Linked DNA regions of Mus musculus: region 1 is linked to region 2. A link is a contact called in public HiCAR-type data. All regions are on one chromosome and are shown on one strand. The core of a region is the stretch at or near the end of the contact, and the rest is flanking DNA. Distances in the headings are between cores, read along the strand shown.

Evidence for each region. HiCAR-type assays count read pairs that join an accessible place to other places.
Region 1: a HiCAR-type map of fibro-adipogenic progenitors shows a contact between it and region 2, with 4 times the contacts expected there. The contact joins two enhancer-like sites. A contact is called at or near these places in 3 of 39 promoter capture datasets (the 3T3-L1 cell line, hippocampal neurons and liver), 1 of 115 datasets of contacts at active chromatin or transcription factors (fibro-adipogenic progenitors) and 1 of 9 other capture datasets (pancreatic islet).

Annotation. Positions count from the first base shown.
Region 1 is chr9:76,022,978-76,025,702 of GRCm38.p6, reverse strand. All of the region lies in intron 1 of Hmgcll1 (3-hydroxymethyl-3-methylglutaryl-Coenzyme A lyase-like 1), which reads right to left. Among named protein-coding and RNA genes, the nearest start is that of Hmgcll1, 9.4 kb to the right of the region's middle. Within about 2 kb of position 1,297, at least 154 of the 459 cell types and tissues checked have an H3K27ac peak or open chromatin away from gene starts, as enhancers often do. A contact at or near this core is called in fibro-adipogenic progenitors, where this site is marked.
Region 2 is chr9:75,718,218-75,720,917 of GRCm38.p6, reverse strand. No RefSeq gene overlaps it. Among named protein-coding and RNA genes, the nearest start is that of Scg3, 36 kb to the right of the region's middle. Within about 2 kb of position 1,342, at least 11 of the 459 cell types and tissues checked have an H3K27ac peak or open chromatin away from gene starts, as enhancers often do. A contact at or near this core is called in fibro-adipogenic progenitors, where this site is marked.

The DNA.
Region 1 (2,725 bases), core at 48-2,547, 300 kb before region 2:
TTTTTTTTTACATAGTTTTATTTTAGAATAAATGTTTTGAGGACAAGATTCACTAATTAATATTTACATAAGTAAATAGCATCCAAATGAGTTATAAAAAGGGTTCGAACCAACAGAAGAAATTAAAAACTCTTGAGTATTAATTTTGGGCTGAATTCTGATTATTTGGGAAAAGGAAGAGCGCTCAGATGGAAAGATGGCAAGTGTCTGGTGCCTTAACTACAATTTCCTGCCAGCTGAAGGATTACGAAAAACAGAAACATGGAAAAATAGAAACATCTTGAACAAGCACATCATGCTATTTCCACGTGATTGTCCACCACCAAGGGTCCCCAGAACAAATCATCCTGAGCACAGAAGGCAATTTGATGCCAAGGACAGTTAGAAGACAAATGTGTATAAAGGCATTCTTTTATACCTACATGTTTAAGTGTAGTGCAATCAAATAGAATATTTCCAGGGATAAAATTTTCTCAGCAAGGCAGCTGTAAAGGACTATTTGCCTCTCCTACATAGATTAACAATTGCCAGACTACTAGAAGGAAACCAGAATTCTAAAAGCTGCTTTTGTTCTTAGGATTTTAACCAGGCTGGCCAAAAACTTTCAAATTTGGAATCCAGTTAAAATGATCCAAATAGGCGATTTGATTTTGCCTCTCAAAAAACCACAGGTCACCTGCAAGTGACCCATGACGTTTCTGTGCCTGTGAAGTCTGGCCTCCTGGTTGAGTAGAAAAGAAAAAAATAAAAAGAAATAAAACTAAAAGGGAAGTGTGTACCATGGAGAAAGAGAAGAAAGGGTCAGAGAAAGTTACAACACAGAGTGAATAACCATAAAGCCAGAAAACTTGGAGGAGCTTGAAGCTGAGAAAAAAAAAAAAAAATCACAGCATAGGGGGAAGGAAGGATGTAAAAGCCAGCTGGAATCAGAGAGAGCAAGGAATCCAGGAGCCAACAGAAATCCAAGGACAGAAAGTATTGAAGATTGAAGGGAACAGGAAATTTATTGGAAACTCAGTTGTTTTTCCTTTTTTATGCAATGCAGTTCTATTCCAGACTGAATTCTACTCTCAACCTCAGGGAGGGCAGAAAGGAAGTCAAAATTCACAGTAGTCTTTCCCCAGCCTGCACTCTCTCATGAGCAGGAGCCAAGAGCTCAGGAAGAACACAGGAAAGGAACCTTGATAGGAGCACAGTTGGTAGCTGGTGGCTGCAGCAGCAGCAGCCAGCACAGAGCTTACCAAGATGGGGTGAAGGGAAAACAAAGACAGCTGGGAGCCAACCGCAAGGGCTGCTGAGTCAGAGCTTCCAGAAGACTCAATAAACTCTTCAAGTGAGTCCTCTCATGGCTATAGTGGAAACACGCCTGCAAACTGAATGTTCTGGAGGTAGAACTTCCTGCGTTCCCAACCTAACTCTGCTCTTCACTAGCTGCTGGCTATGAGCAACTTATTTAACCATTGTGTGCCATGCCTTTGAAATCTACAAAACAGACTAGTGAGATGATTAAATAAGCAACCAGGAAGCACCTGGGATGTACTTAACATCCAACAGTGGTAGCTATAAAAAGTGCTTGAAACAGGAAGCCCATACAAAATAATATGATTTGATTAAAGAGGATGAGGAAAATACAGAATTATTACACATTTTTATATATATATAAAACACCAAGAAACAGATTTCCTAATAGGATAGAAACTAAAACACAGCCCAGGGTGTCTACTCTTGTCTCAGCATGTAGATGTGAGTCATGCACATTCAGGAATCAAATTGTGACCAGATTTGACCTAAAGCTATTTGAAAAGTCACAGTGTAAGAATGGAGAAACTTGTTCCTGTGGGTTTACGGATGAGTGTATTTAGAACACATTCAGAAATTATACTAGTTTCGGAAAGTGGCACCAGTAGGCTCTTCTCTTTGATCCATGACCTCACTAGCAACTGGTAGGCTGGGGAGGTTTAGAGCAGAGATGAATTCCTCCCTACTGAGTCCAATTAGACAGCTGTTGGCTATCCCTAAGATGGGTCACTACTGCACTCTTGGGGATAGCTTGCTGAACTGTCGTTCGTTGTTTCGGTTCACAGGTTTCACAGTTGAATAGGACTATTGATTGCTTTTCTCCCTTGGCAGCCTGCATACACAGCACCCACAGAAACTGAGAGCCAGTCCTCAGGGGTGGGGCTTTGAGGCCAGATCCAGCTCAGTTTCTGCAAGTTTTGTATTTGAAGTGTGTGGTGTGGTCTGTTTTTCCCATTTCCTTCTCATACCACCTGCATCCTACTACCCTGATTCTAGCTTTCATCAAAGAAGCACCCTTCTGCAGTCAGAGACAATTTCAGATATCAACAACTAATCAAAATACAGAGGCTACTGACTATGGGTTGTCCATCTCCTGTCAACACAACCCTTACACCTATGACTCAGGAAACATCTCAAGAGGGGGCAGAAAGAGTTTAAGAGCCAGAGGGTCAGGATGTCTGTTATAATATAGTGCCTTCTAAATATGACAGGGATTCTGTACCCACGTTATCCCAAAAATATAGTCCCCTAAATAAATCCATTGCTGTGGCAATACCAGTTGATATGCCATGGCAATATGAATGAGGAACATCAAAGCCTCAAGACACCTGATAGGTTGTTCTATCCTAACTGGTCAGCTATAAACACATATACACATGAGCAACATTAAATGTACTCAGTCGATTTTATTTACATAGATGTACAT
Region 2 (2,700 bases), core at 93-2,592:
AGAGAGGCCCATTGGACACGCCAACTTTATATGCCCCAGTACAGGGGAACGCCAGGGCCAAAAAGGGGGAGTGGGTGGGTAGGGGAGTGGGGGTTGGTGGGTATGGGGGACTTTTGGTATAGCATTGGAAATGTAAATGAGCTAAATACCTAATAAAAAATGGAAAAAAAAGAAAAACAAACAAACAAACAAAACGAATACTAGGCATGTGGATCTATTTTGTTGGTTTCATGTCTGATTTGGATATAGCAGGCTATTGCTAGGGCCCAGAATGTGCCATCCAACGCAAATCTGTAGGTTGAGAAAGGTATACGTGGGGCTGGCGCCTGGTTGTGAAGCTCAAGTTAAATCCAGTGACTCAGGAGAGTGCAAGCAAGGGGTAGGATCAGACAGAATCAAGCATAGCCTGAGCACAGAATCTGCAGGCTGCTCTGGGTCTGGCGAGTGGTTCTGTTGCCCTCTTCTGGTCACCTTTGGTACTGCATACATGTGCACCAGTGTGCATGCAGACCGAACACCAATAGATACAAAAATAAATCAATCTTAACTAGAAAAAGGCAAAAAATTAAATTTATTTATTTGAGAACGTGTGTGTGTGTGTGTGTGTGTGTGTGTGTGTGTGTGTGTGTGTGTGTGTGTGTATGTGTGTTGCTGTGGTGTGTGGAGTATGTTCATTCAATGTCAGAGAACACCATGGATGGATCTTCCATCCTGTGGCTCATGTGGCCTTAGCATGGGAGCAGGAGCCTTTACCCGATGACCATCGATCTTCTGCCCTGGCGCTGCCGTGTCTAATGCAAAGTGTAGCAAAGATATGGCCTAGGCAGACCTTTAGATGAACGATGCTGTAAGCCACATTGAAAACCTTATGCTTTACCTTGCCCTCATGCCTGCTTTTGGTGATAGCTATTTCATACTGTCACCCCATAGACACAAATACAGTTTTCTCCTCTGAATCATACCCATAGAAACTCTTAAAAATAATATTCTCCAAACAGTAAGTTTTGATGGGGTTTTCCTCAGAGTGACAGAAATCTGCTAACTGCTTATCAGGCCAGGAGTTAAATAGCAGCATTTTGCTTTTGATTTTTTTGTTTGTTTGGTTGGTTTGGTTTTCAGAGATTGTTGAGGATTTTTGGAGTCCAATTCAATAATGATGTAAATCAAATGTTAAAATAATCCTCTAAGGAGACTTCCTTTATTTAGGAGAAAACAGTTTCACCCGTAACCATGGCGAGTTGGCATTGTTGCTATTGTTTTGTAAGCTGTTGGTGGGACTTTTCTGACTTTTAGTCTAGGTTTTACTCAAATACAACAGATGGCAATGATTACACTTTTATAACCTTCTCTTTAAAAAGAAATGACTAAACAGAGCACAGTAAAATAAACAAGCTTACTGCCCGGAGGGTTTTGTTTCACATTTTATTAAAACTAAAACTGAGGGAAGTAACTAGTCTCCCCTCAAACATTGAGAGGTCCCGCTCTAAAGGAGATTACTGGGGCACAGGGTTACGGTAGGTGAGGACCAAGGGGATGGGGAGAGCAGGGAGAGGGTGTGGATCAACACAAACTAAACATGTATGGTGGTGCCATAACAAAACTCCTGCTCTGCCCAACATGCATTAAAGGGTACAAAATAATAATACGTTGCTTTTATGCCACTTCTGATTCCAATAAACAAAACAAACAATACAACAAAAACAAGATGGCCACAGGACTGATTGCTCAAATCAGAATCAAATGTGTGACCTAAGAGAAATTCCCTGACTTGTGGGACTTCTCACATGTCTCAAATCCTAAGGTACCAATTTAGATGTAATTAATATCGACGATGATACACTTAATAGCAAAACTTTTCATTAAAACACTTTCAGGGTTCCTAGTATTATGTAATATAATATAAACATTCAGTCTTCTTAGTATTATGTAGTTCTCCATGTTCCAGCTCTATGTTCTCACTCATGTGTGGAATCACATGATAATCTAGGTAAACACAGTAACAAATACATGCGTGCATAGAGTATACCACGAAGAAAAGTCAACAAGGAAAGCTAAATACATGAAGACGAGAAAGAACTGAACACAGGTCATGCACACCAGTTATGAAACAGGATATAAAGCCAGTGGTGGTGGCACGAGCCTTTAATCCCAGCACTACAGAGGCGGAGGCAGGCCCATTTCTGAGTTCCAGACCAGCCTGCTCTACAGAGCAAGTCCCAGGAGAGCCAAGACTACACTCAGAAACTACATCTCAGAAAAAAAAAAAATTAAAAACCGTTTGGAAAACCAGAATCATAAAGAGAAAGAAAGTCAAAGAGATGTTCAGAAGTAAACTGTGACGTTTCTGCTACAGTTTCTCAGAGCATCTCATTCTGTGCGTGTCTGGAAAGAGCTGTGTGTGTGTGTGTGTGTGTGTGTGTGTGTCTGCGCACGTGATGTACATACCTGGTCTGGCCAAACCTTCCTGTCAAGAACCGGCCTTATTGGTCTTTCAGGCTTTCTATGGGAATACTCTCAGAGGATACTCAGCCCCTCCATGCTCAGGTAACCTTTGAGCTAAGACTGCATGGGGGAAACATACACTATAAATTATAATGTAGAGACCTGTATTAGTCAGGGTTCGCTAGAGTCACATGGAGTCTTATGGATAGTCTCTATATAGTAAAGGAATTTATTGATGACTTACAGTCTGCAGTCCAA